Linked DNA regions of Drosophila melanogaster: region 2 is linked to region 1. Evidence: chromatin contacts called from public HiChIP or PLAC-seq data. All regions are on one chromosome and are shown on one strand. Each heading gives the region's core, a stretch centred on a gene start, on an enhancer-like site or on the middle of the called end of the contact. The rest is flanking DNA. Distances are from core to core; before and after follow the strand shown. Region 1 holds the start of Cyp6v1 (Cytochrome P450 6v1). Region 2 holds the start of fog (folded gastrulation).

Region 1 (6,996 bases), core at 2,434-4,933:
AGGAACTCGTTAGGAACTAATACAGATACTTGTCTGTTCGATATCAGAATGCCCGAAACTTTCCTAGCTCGATCGCTCTATGAATCAAACTACTGATTGAGCTGAACAACACTTGCAGTTTTGCAGTTATGGGAATGTGTTAAATGCAACTGCGCACTCACCTTAGGATCGTGATGTATGGCCAGATTGGATATGAACACGGGCATCCCACGGCGGGTGTAGCACTCGGCGTGTGGCCTCAGCGAGTAGAAGCGCTTCTTGTTAATCGGCGTGCACTCGCGCTCCAAGAGTGGCACAATTGGATACTTGCGCAGAGTCTCCTCCACGACCATGTCGAGAAACTCCATGCGGGCGACGGCCTCGTAGGTGAGCCTCCCATTGGGATTGCTGGCGAAAGCCTCACGTATTTCGCGGCGCAGGCGCGACTGCATCAGGGGTTGTTTGGCCAACTCGTAGAGGGCGAAGGACATGCTCGCCGAGCAGGTCTCAATGCCGGCCACCTCAAAGGATGCCGCCTGAGCGGCCAAGAAGTCCCGATGGTGCGTGAAGTGCGACTTGTCCTGCTGCAGATCCGCCTCCTTCTTGAGCGTCAGCAGCATCTCGATGAGATCGTTGCGCAGATCACCGCCACGCTCCCGCTCCTCGATCACCAGCTGGATGACTCGGCGCAGGAATTCCGCATGCGGCTCCGTGAAAAGTTTGGGCCGCAGCAGCGGCACCAGTTTTGGCAGGTAAAAGATCACAAACAAGTCGATTATTCGACGCACATTCGGCCGAAACAGGTCCTGACAATGTGAGCCGATCTCCGATTGCGTGTTCCTCAGGCTGTACGATCTCAGTCCGAATGCGATGCTGGCTATCATGTCGGTGTTGTACAGATCACACACGTCCTTGATGCTCACAATCGCCCCTCGCTCCGCGTCGCCGCGTCTAAGATCTCGAGTCAGACGCTTCAGATACCACTCCAAGTCGCAGCCGATCTACGGAGATATAGAACATCCCACAAGGAGCACAGAGCAAACGGATTGTTAATCAATAAATAGGTATCCAAATGTTGCTGCTAGAGCTAATCAGTGTTTCATTAAGTGTTTGTTTCATTAGTGCCTCGATGTGATTCTTGATATTTGCATAACAGATATACAACAGAAAAACCTTAGAGACTTGTCAACCGTTTGGACATGAGTTTCAGCTTTGTCATGGGAATTTGCATTATCACAATGATTAGTAAATTCGATTTGTTTTACTGAAACGCACACAGTTTGTGATTTCTTAGCATTAATTTGCATAGAACTTTTGGTTCGACTAGGCAACAAACTAAGCAGAGGAGAGCTAAAGTCTTGAGCTATAAACGTTATGGTTTTTTTTTCGTAGTAATGCCGTAGTTGGTGGTGACCTTTGATAAGATACAACAAGTCAGTAACAATAAACAGGTTCGATTTGATAAGCCCCAGATAGCAACATGGCCCGTTAGAGAGGTTCTTTTATCATTAATAATCAATAATATAAGATATGCCATTTCGTAACTCATTGATCAAAATTGGAAACATTACAATCAGAAGAGGAAATTTAATGGAACCTAAAAAATTGAATTTAATAATTTTACCCAGTAGCTTGGTGTAAGTGCCGCACCTCGAAATATTAAAATATAGCTATGATCCAAAACGATATGCCGGCGAAACACTTCGATTGTAAGGGAATGGAATTCGATTTGAATAACAGGCAGTTCCTATCTTTAAATGGAATCGGTGTAATTACAAGTCAAACCAGAGTAAAATAGTATTGTTGGTTATTTTTTTCTTCAATCGGGCCCCGCGATTAAGCGTGGAAATGTGTGTTGTGTTGGTCGGTGTAAGAGTTCCGAACGTGTGTCGTGGACCTGGGAGCGGGAGTTTGCAACTTGGACCCGGCTGGTTGAGTGACTCACCTCCTCCATCAGCGAGAACATCTGTTTCAGCTTGGCGCCAGCGAAGGCTGGTGCTAAACGGGTGCGGATCTCGCGCCATTCGGGTTGTTTGGCCAAAAATAGCGATAAGGCGCCCATTTTATCGCTGCGCCCGTCGCACTTGGCGAATCGGTTGGAGAAGCTGACGAAATCCTCAACCAGAACGGTGCGGACCAGCTGGAGATCGCGGATAAGCAGGGCTGGCTGGTGGAACAGATAGATACCCACGACGGGCTCGTTGCGAAACCGCTCGTCGAAGTAGAAGCGGCGCAACTGGAGAGCAAAGGACTCCTCCAGTCGGAGCACCCGGCTCAGGTTGCCCAGCAGGTGGGTCGGCTGGACGAACTTCACCCGCCGGCGCTGCCAGTAGACGTAGGTGCGCCGGGACCAGATGAACACGCCCGTCAGGATCGTCACTATCGCCAGCAGGATGTTCGTGGAGTACACCATCTCGCACTCGGGATCCGCAGTCAGGTCCAGCGGTGGCTGAATCGTGGAGGGATATGCGGATAGTGCCTTGGATTGACCGATCTAAGATTTCAGATTATTCCAGCAGTTGTGACCTCTTCGCTTTTGTTTTGATCGTCTGTTTGTTGTAAGACACAATGACTCCGGATATGGTATTTTTTATACGACCGTAGTTAACTTGCTATGTTTTTTAAGCTAAAGTTATTAGTTGTTCTCTGATTTCATATATATATAAAGTACTAAAGAGCTTTTAAATGTATTTATTCAGTGAAAATTCAATAGTATTTTTTTTTTTTTTTTGTAATGATGCTTCTTTGATTTCTTCGTATTTCTGATGTGTTTTTTAGTTGCACAGAGATCTTTAATTTATCCAATTCATTTCTAACTCCTGTTGGAAATCTATTTGAACTTCGCTGATTTCATTTCTCTTAAGAGCGTTCTATTTTCCCAGCAATATTTCTTCTTCGAAGATCGTCCGATAGTCTTTCTTCAAGTTTTGTTTTCAATTTATTTAGTCGGGGCTTTCGAACAATGTGGTTGACAAATTTTATTTTATCTGCGCGGTTTAATAATATTCTGCATTTTCCGTTGTTTTATGGTTGTTTCTGTTTCTGCTTTTGCTTTAGCTCTACTTTTTTCTTATCGTTTTGGCGCTCCTCCGCGTGGGGCTTTGCCGTTATTTGTTGATTCTCTTTGTCTTTGTTGTTTTTGTAGCTCCTTTGCGTTGCTCTCTTTTCCGCCAATCGTTGTAGTTGTTGTTTTGTTAGCAATCCTCAATGTCCCTTTATCGGGCTTTCTGGCTTTTCTCGGCGTCGCGTGTTTTATAAATAAATACTTAACTAATTATATCACATTTGAAACGACAACTACAAAAAAATATGTAAAAAAAATGACTAAAACAGACCACAATGAAGAATTAAATGCACAACAACGCGACGTCAACAACAAATGGAAGAGGCGAAAGAAGAAATAGCCACGCCGAACGAAAAGAAGAAGAGCACCGCGCAGAAAGACACAGAGAGAGGGATAGAAAGAGAAGTCGCAAGAGAAATGCGAAAAAACCGCGAATACAATTTACAAATAGCGAATTACAGAAAATAAGTCTAAAAATATAAATAAAATCGCTTGCTAGCTCCACCAAGCGACGCTTTTTAACTGACGCTACGTCAACGACCAAAGCCCCACGAAGGCAGCGACGTCGACAGAGCGGCGACGACGCCCCCATCAACGTATGCTGTTCTTTTGTGCTTTATTTTATTAACCGCAAGTTTGCGGGAGACAAAAGAGAGAGGGAGAGATCTTTCGGCGGGATAGTACACAGATACAGAAGAGAGCGCAAAAAGAGAGCTTTGCGAAGAATTTGAACAGTCATGTCATGAGGCACATGTTCTAGTTCGCACAGTGAAACTCATTTTAGCGAGGGGTGGTCAAATGCGGTTTCGTCCAGGTAATCGAATGCACAGCGACCCCACAGCAACTACATACATGACAAAAATCCATATTTTTTAAATTAATTTTAAAAAGTCTTAAAATAATTGAATTTGTATGTGATGCGATCAATGTGATGGTCAAATGTGATTTCGTCCAATTAATAACATCCCACAGCAATGCATCACAAAAAAATTATCTTTGGCTTAGTTCTAATGTTTAGCTGGAATATCTAATAAAACAACTGCAATTGTATGTATATTTCGTTTTATTCATACATTTAATTCCTAATTTATTGAAGTTGTGTTGTGTTTTAGTCATATTCAGAAAAACTACTAGAAATATGTATGTATATTTTTATTCAACGTGTGAGCCAGCGCTTTCGGTTTGTCCCACTGTTGGTGACAGAAAGATGCCAAAGCGCAAAGTAGACCGCAAATAAAAGTGACGATTAAAAGCGAAACTGCAAAACAACAACAATGACGTGACGCGACGGTGACCGCGAATCTTTCGATGAAAACAAAGAGAGCGAAGAGAGCGTAAATTTGTTTTTGTTAGCGGGTGCAGTACAAGACAAAGACAATGGTCACTTCTCGTTGTTAGGGCTTTTCATTCTAGCTTTTATTGTGTTCTTTTCGATTACTTATTTCTTGTCGCCTGTGATGATTTATAAATAAACGTTTTGGCTGTCCTCTGCCATTCGTTGCCTCTGCTTTTCGTTTTTTCTCTGTTACGTGCATTTGTTGTTGCGGTTCAGCTGATTTGATTTTCGCGTATTCTTCTGTTTGCAAGGGAATATCGATAACTAACGAAGGAGGCATCCCTGTGCAAAGTGGGCGCCAAATCAAAAAGCTGGCACAAAATTAAATAAATGTGGAGTATGATAGGTTTTGGTATAACTTATCTACCTGATAACTTAACAACTTTGCCGTGTTATTATTAAGTTAACTAACTAGTACTAACTACAGTTAATAAGTACTTTTATGTGTGCTTGTATCTTTTGTTTTTTATTGCTTAAAATTTATTTTATAACAAACGAAAACATCAACAAATGTTGCTTATCGGAAATTAAAACTTTGAATTTTCGTGAATCCCGAAAACAGTTTGTTGTGAGGCCAGTATTGAACTACTTTCCCCTGATTTTGGGTAAAAAAATTAAACACTACCAAACAAATTGCTGCTCGGAGGAGAAAGGAAACTCCATTTACAACAATTGACAGAAATTTGCACTTGCTGCGGATGGAAAACTTTCACGTCCACTCCTCAGTCCCCTGTTGAGCAGTTTTCCGACTTTTCCCACACGCTCAACTCCTTCTGGAAAAGTGTGCTGAAGTTACAAATGTGCAACATTTCCGGTTGTTTGTATGTCGTCTACTTTTGGGACACCGAAAACTGTTGGCCACATTGATGGCTCACATGGGGGTTAAGGGGACGCCGATTGGTATGGGGGGCGTCGTGGGGTTAAGTCTTGCTTTGATTAAATTTCACGCACGACCGCACAGAAAGGGTTTTCCGCCAACTGACAAAGGGGCGTGGCTCTGGGCGGGCGATTTCGATTTCGAGACTTTCCGGGCCTTACCTTCCGAAAATCACGCGCTGCAGTTCGATTTGCGTTTTTCCAGGGTGGGACGTACGGTGAAACCTCTGCGGATGCAACACCAGCAACCTACAGAGTGTCGGTGTAACTAACTATTCCAACTATTTTCTGTTGGACCAACTGCTGCTCAGTTATGTTTTTACAGAGCTTGAATTGCTCTTTAGGGTCTAAGGCGCCCAATGCGAGTGCTCACTGTAGCTGTGGCATCGCTCGGCGGTGTGTCAATAATCGCCGTTGCTTATGCACACAACGGCTCTGCAAACACCAGCGCACTTGTCTTAACCAACCCAAAAACCCACCCATTCCGCCCAGCGCAGCCCAGCACACCCCCCTCGTCCACCCATCAAAATCAGCTCAGCGCAAATCAAAGCCGTCTCAATCAACAAACAAACAAATAGACAGGCAAACAGTCAAACAGACAAACATACAAACATTTGCGTGCGCATTTCAAGGCGCTGGCTGCAGTGGGTTAAGCGGTGGGCGTGGCAGGTTGAAGCGATGGGAGGGTGACTGAATTTGCTTTAGCTATTAGTTTTCGGCCTGCGACCTTGTTTTCATTCCATTTGCGCTGTTTGCATTGGAGATCTTTTAATTATTGTCACGCATCCACGCCTTCGGAAAAGTAGTTTTCCCGCCCCCGATTTTCCGCTTGTGGGAGTTGCGTCAGGTGGCGTACTTTTCCGGGGATTAATCTCGATATTTAGTCTTTGGGGAAAACTCTCATTATGGCGCTCCTTGAACTTTCCCGCTTACTATAAGCTTGTGATTGAATTTGATGGGTAGTACGAAAAATGTATGAAATGATGGAAAGGTCATCATTTTACTTTGTTTGTTAATAACTATTTGCTGCCTGCATATCGCCATTTTCGTCGCAATGAGAGTAACGGGTATCTGGCAGTCGAGCTTAGCTACTTGACGTTACTGTTATATTTGGCTTTTTGTTAACAACATTTTTATGATATATTCAAAGATATGTATACGAGTTTTAAATGTACAAGAATCGTTTCAACGTTAAATATTTGCATACCATTTCCTAATTTTTTCTGCCTTTATCTTTTTGGATCATTTTCCAAATACATTTTGCACATCTATGTACATACATATGTATGTATGTATGTGCATGCACATATCCTTCGAGATTTCCCAGATATGCACATGAACGCCTCATTAGCCAAAGCAATTGCACACATCGGTGGGCTACCGTACTTGCATCAGAATCCATATCTATGAGATACACATTCCTCCACCTGCCCACATTTGACCCAAGATCCTGCACTGACCATCTCCGTGGAAACGGGGAAGGGGAGGAGCGCACACACATGGTCCAGTAATCGTAATCCCGGGGGTAATCCTCCCAGGTTTTTTTTTTTTTGATGTTGAACCGCTTTTTATGCGATATGTGGCATATAGGGAGATCGAGATAAAGTGCGCAAAATAGATGCGTAATTTGACGTTAATGTTGCGCTAATAATAATCTCGAAAAAAGGCAAGAGCAGCAGCAGCTGATCCTTCGGATTCGGATAGAGATACACATGTGTGTTACTCGGCGATCGTGTAATGT
Region 2 (6,996 bases), core at 2,376-4,875, 2.2 Mb before region 1:
AGGGTATTGCGGTGGCACGCACACGGAGTGCCTAGACCGAAAATTGTCAAATGTATTCGACGACATTGCCTGATCATAAATGTACCTGATAGTAAGTAAGTACGCTTACAAATATGTTAGAAAATATATGTACATATTCAAAATTGTCATCACACTTACCTCAAATTTCTTGTGCTTATTTTATTGTTGTTTGAATGATTCCCCCCTTAATATCTTTTATGTTTTCTATGTTTAAGCCAGAATAGCAATGCAAGATTGGCCGGCATTGAATTCTCGTTTAGTTTATCCCCAAAGAATTTTATGAAACAACAGAGGAAAGAGAGGAGCACAAAGCTACATACATACATACATACATGTATGTACATAAATGGCTTATGCTTTGGCAAACTTGCAAATTGCTGTCCACTTTTCATGCTGTCCTCGCCATGTGATCCCTTTTTTGCAGCCGTGTCTTTATTTTTTTTTCAATGGCTTTTCTTTTCTCCGACACAGACCCCCCCCCCCCCCCCCCCTTCCAACACGCTCACTTACCGTGTGGCCGTGGGCTATCTCTCGCCATACTCGTAGTATTGTGATGATTTTATCTTTAGGAGGCCCAAAGCAAATGAATCCCAAAAATGTTTCGGGTTTTCTCGCTTTCAACTTGATTCACGTCAGCCCAGCTCTGGGCATCGATTTATTTTATTTTCCTGCCCGCTTTTCCATTTTTTCGACTCTTTTAGTATCTTTGGCATGCATATGCGATTTAGTCCCTTCCATGACTCCCTGCTCCAGCGGCGTGTTGATATGTTAATCATTGTTATTATTTATGTTTAGATTTGAATGTCAATGTCGAATAGGAATCTGACTGTGCGAGTTGTGGGTGTGGTGTGGAAAGTGCCTATGAAAAGGGCAAAATTTTGGGGAGCGTATTTGGATTTTGAACTCTGATGGAATTAAGTTGTCAATTTGCGTTTCGACTTTGGAGCGCTGCCATCGGGTGCCTACATAAGGGACATGTGTAATACATATGTTATATATTATATACATATATATATATGTATATATTATATATATTAAGTACATATGTATGTACGTATACCGCGTATAGCCGACTGATCTGTTGCTTTATTCCAATAAGAGAAAATACGATACGATAAGAACTGCGGATGTTCACTAACCACACATCATGACTTTTTGGCGAGGAATACTGGTGGTAAGGTCTTACTGTGGTGACAAGGACATCCAATTGCGCGTTTTAAGCTTCAATTTACTTAGCGTCACTCTTTCCAATTCAGTTATAACTTTTTCGAATACCAAATCTGTTGCCCGTGCCAACGACTTCGTCTGTCCATGTTCTTGGCTCGTATGTACATACATACATTTTTTCGTATTTAGACTTCCACGCAAAACGTTTGACAACGTTTGTTTTAGTTTTCGCCTCTTAATTAATATTAGGGTTTTTTCCACAGAGACACAAATTTGTTCGAAAGTGAAAACTAGAACATTAAAAAAGTGAAAATAATTAGCATAGTGGGGAGGGGACATAATACGCTGGACGGGAAAAATGTAGAAAGAAATTAATTTTCATTGAAAATTCAAATGCCACTCGAAAAGGTCAGCGAAAGGGGGTGGGGTCTGAAAAAGGAAGGGAAGAAGCAGCAGCGAAGGCAAACAATCGAGAGAAAACGAAATTTTTTAATTGATTTCACTTAAATCACTTTTGCTTCACAACAACGCAGCATCTGCGCAAGAAGAAGGAAAAGTACGAAAACACATTTCGGTATTTTTTCTTATTTGTTTAACTTTTGTTTCTTCGATTTTTAGTTTTTGGGCGAATGACCGAAGACGAGCCCCGCACACTTGACCATCGCATCGATAAGTCCATACGAAGGGAAGACGGCGAAGAATGAGAGAATAGGGAAATGGGGATGATCCCAATTCGTACACTTGGCAAAATACCCTTAGTTTAGTTGTGGTCATTTTTAGTTCCCTAAGCTAACTCTGTAAATTTATTTTTTAAAGTAATGATCTATATCATCTACATAAAATTGCTTTTATTCATGAATTTTAGCCGGAATCACTGCATAAAAAATAAAGGGAATTCACCTTAATCAAATCGAAATTGAAACGCTGTAAACGACAAAGTGGCCTTAATTGGCCATTATGTTGGCCTAAACACCGGCACAGGCTCAAGTGGCGGCTAAAATTACCAAGAAGTGCGATTTGCGATTCAGTGCCCAATGATGATGACGGGGAACAAAACCATGACTGCTATCAACTTCAATTAGGTTTCGAGGAAATCCATCTCCGACTTTCCAGCTTTTCCGAGATATTTTTATTAAGCCGGCCACTCCAGTTAGCCTTACATATTTCCGAATGTTAGTAGTGTCTGTAGGGGTCTACCGAACTCGGACAAAATTGAAAATAAAAATTTTATTTAATAAGGTACATACATACATACATAGTACATATGTAAATAGAAACAAACAGCCAACGGAAAATTACCAGGAAGAGCCGTACTGCCTTTTTAAATTGAACAACTAGCAGCATTCAGAAAAAATTAAAAGCAGAGAACATCATTAATCATCCTTTGCAGGCGGCCAAAAGAGAGCATCTCCCTAATTGAGAACAAGAGAACATAACAGAAGAAAATGTTAATCATGTATGGGAAAAACAAAAAAGAAAAGAGAATTGTCGAGAAGAGTAAAAGGGTATACTAGATTCGTTAAAAAGAATGTAACAGGGAGAAGGAAGCGTTTTCAACCATATATGTATATGTATATGTACATGTACTTGTATATGTACATGTGTATATATGTATCGTGATCAGGATCAATCAGGACCAGTCGAACTGGTCATGTCCGTCTGTCTGTCCGTCCGTATGAACGTCGAGATATCAGAAAATATAAAAGCTAGATTCTAGAGACATTAGACGCAGCGAAAGTTTGTTCCCCATGATGCCACGCCCACAAACCTCCCAAAACTGCCACGCTCACACCTTTGCATAATGTTTTGATAGTTTTCCATATTTCTATGACTCTTGTTAATTTTTATCGATATGATAAAAATTCCCACTCTAATGCACCAAAACTGACACTCCCACACTTTTGAGAAATGATTTAATTTTTTTGTATTAAACCAGTTGTTTTTCCAATTTATAGATATGCCGAAGATATGCTATCTTAAACCGCCCAATATATCCTGCCCAGACCTTAGAGAATTAAAATTAATTTTTTCCCACCAATTTCTACTAATGTTCGTGAAAAATGTTGAAAAGTCTCGTCCCACTTGGACTTGCTGAATAACGGGTATCTGATAGTCGGGGAACTCGACTATAGCGTTCTCTCTTGTTTTAAATTAATGACATACATACTCAAAACAATGCACGATCAAAACAGCAAAATGATTTCTTTGTGCAGTTGCAACTTAAGAGCAATGAAAACTGAGCGCGGCTTCAGCGCGCTCTTTGAAAAGAGTTCCCTAATGCCGCGCATCGGCTCTTTTCTCTCGGCTAAGATCATTGTCGAACGCGCGTACATATACATATATACAGTACATGTATATTTATATCTGACCACTCTCTGTCTGTCGCAGCGACTGCGGCGCCGACGTCGACGCCTGCGACGACACGTTTCGAAGCCGCTTCTCATTCAAAAAACAACTGTGAACGTGATCGGTAACGGTGCGTGTTCTCTTGTCCGCCCGCTACAGTCTCTTCAAAAAAAAAAACTTAAAAGAAATGAGGGGGGAAGAAAGCGGATAAAAATCACCAACAATAGTAGCAAATGAAAAAAGTAAAGTAACACTATCATTTCGATTGAATTTGTAACATAAATTCGATATTTAAGAGACATGTGCAATCGGTCAAAACGTGGCGCATATAACTTAAAAGCAAATAGTAACATGGGAATATAAATTTGTAATATACATAAATATCTTCTGATTGTGTCCCTTAAAAACGTTTCTTCGTGTGCTTTTATTTTATCTAAATTTGACCCGATTTTAATTTGAATTTGAACAAGAACCTAAACTAAAACAAAACAAAAAAACATTCGAATGCTTATCTGTAAAAGGAAACAGGAAAGAGAGAACGAACGAAGTGAAAATAAAGTAGAATAAAATAAAATACATACTACGAGGCATGTATAAATATACTACGCTTTTGTGTTTATACTACATTGTGAAACAGTTGTCGTTGTACTTGTTGTTGTCTTTACAGCAACAGGCGTCCGATAATTTATAATCTTAAAAATATATGTGCGCCGTACATATAGATTCGCCTACTGAAAAACCCGAGATCAACTTTAAAATACTAGTACCAACCATAATTTGAAGCTTAGCTTTGAGTTATAAATATTTAGTTAACGTTATTTCACAATGATATATATTAAATATCTACAATATTTCACAATCTTAAGCTATTTTCGGTGCACATGTAGGCATTATTTTTGAATTGCACTCAATGTTGCATACAAAATAATTCTCTTTCGTTTTTCCCAAACAGGATGTTACCATTGATACCTTTTGAAGTCGATTTGTTGTAGTGTGTTTTTTTTTCGTGTGCGCAAAAGTCTTTGTGAATTATATGATAATACATGTGATACAGTTGGAGAAATAAAATAGATAAATCAACAAAATCGAATACAAAACCGTGTTGTCCTAATGAGCCTAACAACTGCAGCGAAAAATGAAAGGCAGCCAGCGACGGGAAAACTTTAAGCAACTGAAAAAAATTTAGTATCTTACAAGTTTGAACTGGCTCTTACCAGCAAGCCAATCAACACATACATATAAAATTCTTAATAAACCAAACAAAAAATTAAGCTCAACCGCCATCAAATCGAAATTCAAAACGAGCCAATTTGTGGTGTTTATTATTTATTTGTATGCTAATTTATTTTTACAACAACTTGATATTAACCCACAATCAAAGAAAAACAAAAGTGGGGAAAAGACAAAGAAGAAGCAACTAAAAGCAAAAGCAGCGCACCTTCTTCGGCATCTTTGTTTTGGGATATAAAACAGCAAAAGTAAGTGGATTGTATGTATTTTTATTTAACGTTTATGTGTGTTTTATAATGCCCATCGAATAACCCATTATTACTTTGCGCTGCGAAACTTGTTTCTTAATGCAAATTAAATTGAAAGGAAGCCAGCGAAATGTATACAGCCCAGAAAATTTGGATAACAGATTCGAAACCCACAGTATCTCGTTTCTGGTACTCCTTATTATCCTGCTTCATTATTTCCTGGGTATCAGGATGTCTCGTTTTCGTGGGCTTATCCTAGCGGTTTTTCCGGTCTCACGCCCGATGCTGACCTTCTGACTCTGCGGATGTGGGAAATCTAGCCATTCTGCAGATACAGAGCTGGCTCTTGAGATCTTAAATGACCAAATCGGGAGGTATTTAGTCTAATGCTTTTCGAAGTAGCTATTACGCGTCCAAATGGATTCAGCATGAATATGTTTGGGCTCATGCCATTGACTGACGAGTAGGTATAGTTTCCCTAAAAGCGAACTGATAAATATTAAAAGCATTTTTAATCACTTCTTGAACAACAATAGACACGTGCACATTTCTCAATCTGGTCAAGCGCCTTACTAGTTATTGCAAAAACCAATTTCACGACGTGACCACAATGGATGACAACTGACCTTAGTGTCATCATGCAACCAAAACAATCGAACTACACCAATTCGAGGCGCATTAGGTGTCTTATCGGGGTTCGCTCTCAAACATTTGCCAAACAAGTGAGTTCACGATTATGTTTACAGAGGTGAGTTCCATGAGTTCGCTGGTAATGGACATGATGATGATAATGCCGATGAAGTCACGCGGTGACTATCAGCGCCAATGTGGCAAAGTGATCACTTCCGCTGGACGCAAAATATATTGCGGCTTAAAATGGAAAACTAAAAGCAAACCATGAACGAATTTCGGTACCAAAATTTTATTCCCGCATGAAAGTGTAACCAAGTTAATTGCATTTAACCGACTGTCCAAAAAATAAAGAGCTGGAAGGGTGGCCAAGCACTCAAGTGACTGGGAAATTGTTGACATGCACACTGAGAAAAATGGCCATATTTATGTGTGTATTTAGTAAATTTTTCCGTGGACTCGTTCTTTTATTTGTTTTTGCGCAGACATGAATTACAAAATGTTTTTTGTGCAAGTTCCAAAACGCCCGCAAAATGCTCCAAAAGTCATTATCAGCAATAGAAAGTGTTACAGACGGCACGAAAATTAAATTACGGGTATTGTGATGGTACGTATACATACATATGTATGAATACTATATAGATAGAGTTCGCTTCGATTGCCTCGACTATCAGATAGCCGTCACTCAGCCATAACTCCTAAAATAATTATCCGATTCAAATTATCTATACAGCTATTGTCTTCCGGACATACATATATTTATGCCTATGTTGATACCCCCCCGGGAACGTGGAATGAAATCAGCAACCGAAAAAAAAAACGAATCTATCACGAAATTATTTTCGAGGCTCTTGAGTCCCTTGTGCCCATGGCTATGCAGCCGTGGTAAAATTGATTCAGCTGCATCGGGGCAAACAGCATTAAACGGTCGATCCATAGGGCAGTACGTGCCTGAGGGCCCAAAAGCCGAAAACCAAAAACCGATGGCAATATACGACCTCCACTTACACGAAAAACTTGGGGATTATTTGTTCTGGAATTTCTGGAATCTATCCTATTCCCATTCTGTACAATGCTTTCAAGGGGATTCCAAGAAATCGGCTAATGCTGATGTAAGAAGTTCCGAAAAAGTTCGTACCTGGAAGTACTAAATACAATACATATGTACATTTGGCGTAAAAGAGTGCTTGTAAAAAGTTGAGTCATACGGACTAGAAATGTATGGATGTATGGAGCAGAAGGACAGGAAAACCCGTATGTACATACATACTCGTATAATATATTGTAACTACACCGACGAAAAGCTATCCGAAATGGAAAACAATGGCATATGCTATGCTATGCTACTATCTAA

What was found. HiChIP or PLAC-seq counts read pairs in DNA pulled down with a chosen protein or histone mark.
Region 2: a contact with region 1 is called in a Psq HiChIP or PLAC-seq map of the Kc167 cell line, with 4 times the contacts expected there. The contact joins the promoter of fog here to the promoter of Cyp6v1 in region 1. A contact is called at or near these places in 1 of 107 Hi-C or Micro-C datasets (wing imaginal disc) and 1 of 6 datasets of contacts at active chromatin or transcription factors (the Kc167 cell line).

The regions. Positions count from the first base shown.
Region 1 is chrX:20,653,809-20,660,804 of dm6, reverse strand. Cyp6v1 (Cytochrome P450 6v1) reads right to left here and starts at 3,683. Exons shown (of 4, transcript NM_001298570.1): 1 at 3,503-3,683; 2 at 1,925-3,276; 3 at 162-980. The coding sequence starts at 2,392. It also overlaps asRNA:CR45466.
Region 2 is chrX:22,851,823-22,858,818 of dm6, reverse strand. It overlaps fog (folded gastrulation), which reads left to right and starts at 3,625. Exons shown (of 3, transcript NM_001272855.2): 1 at 3,625-3,776. The region is part of intron 1 of CG42346; the gene reads right to left.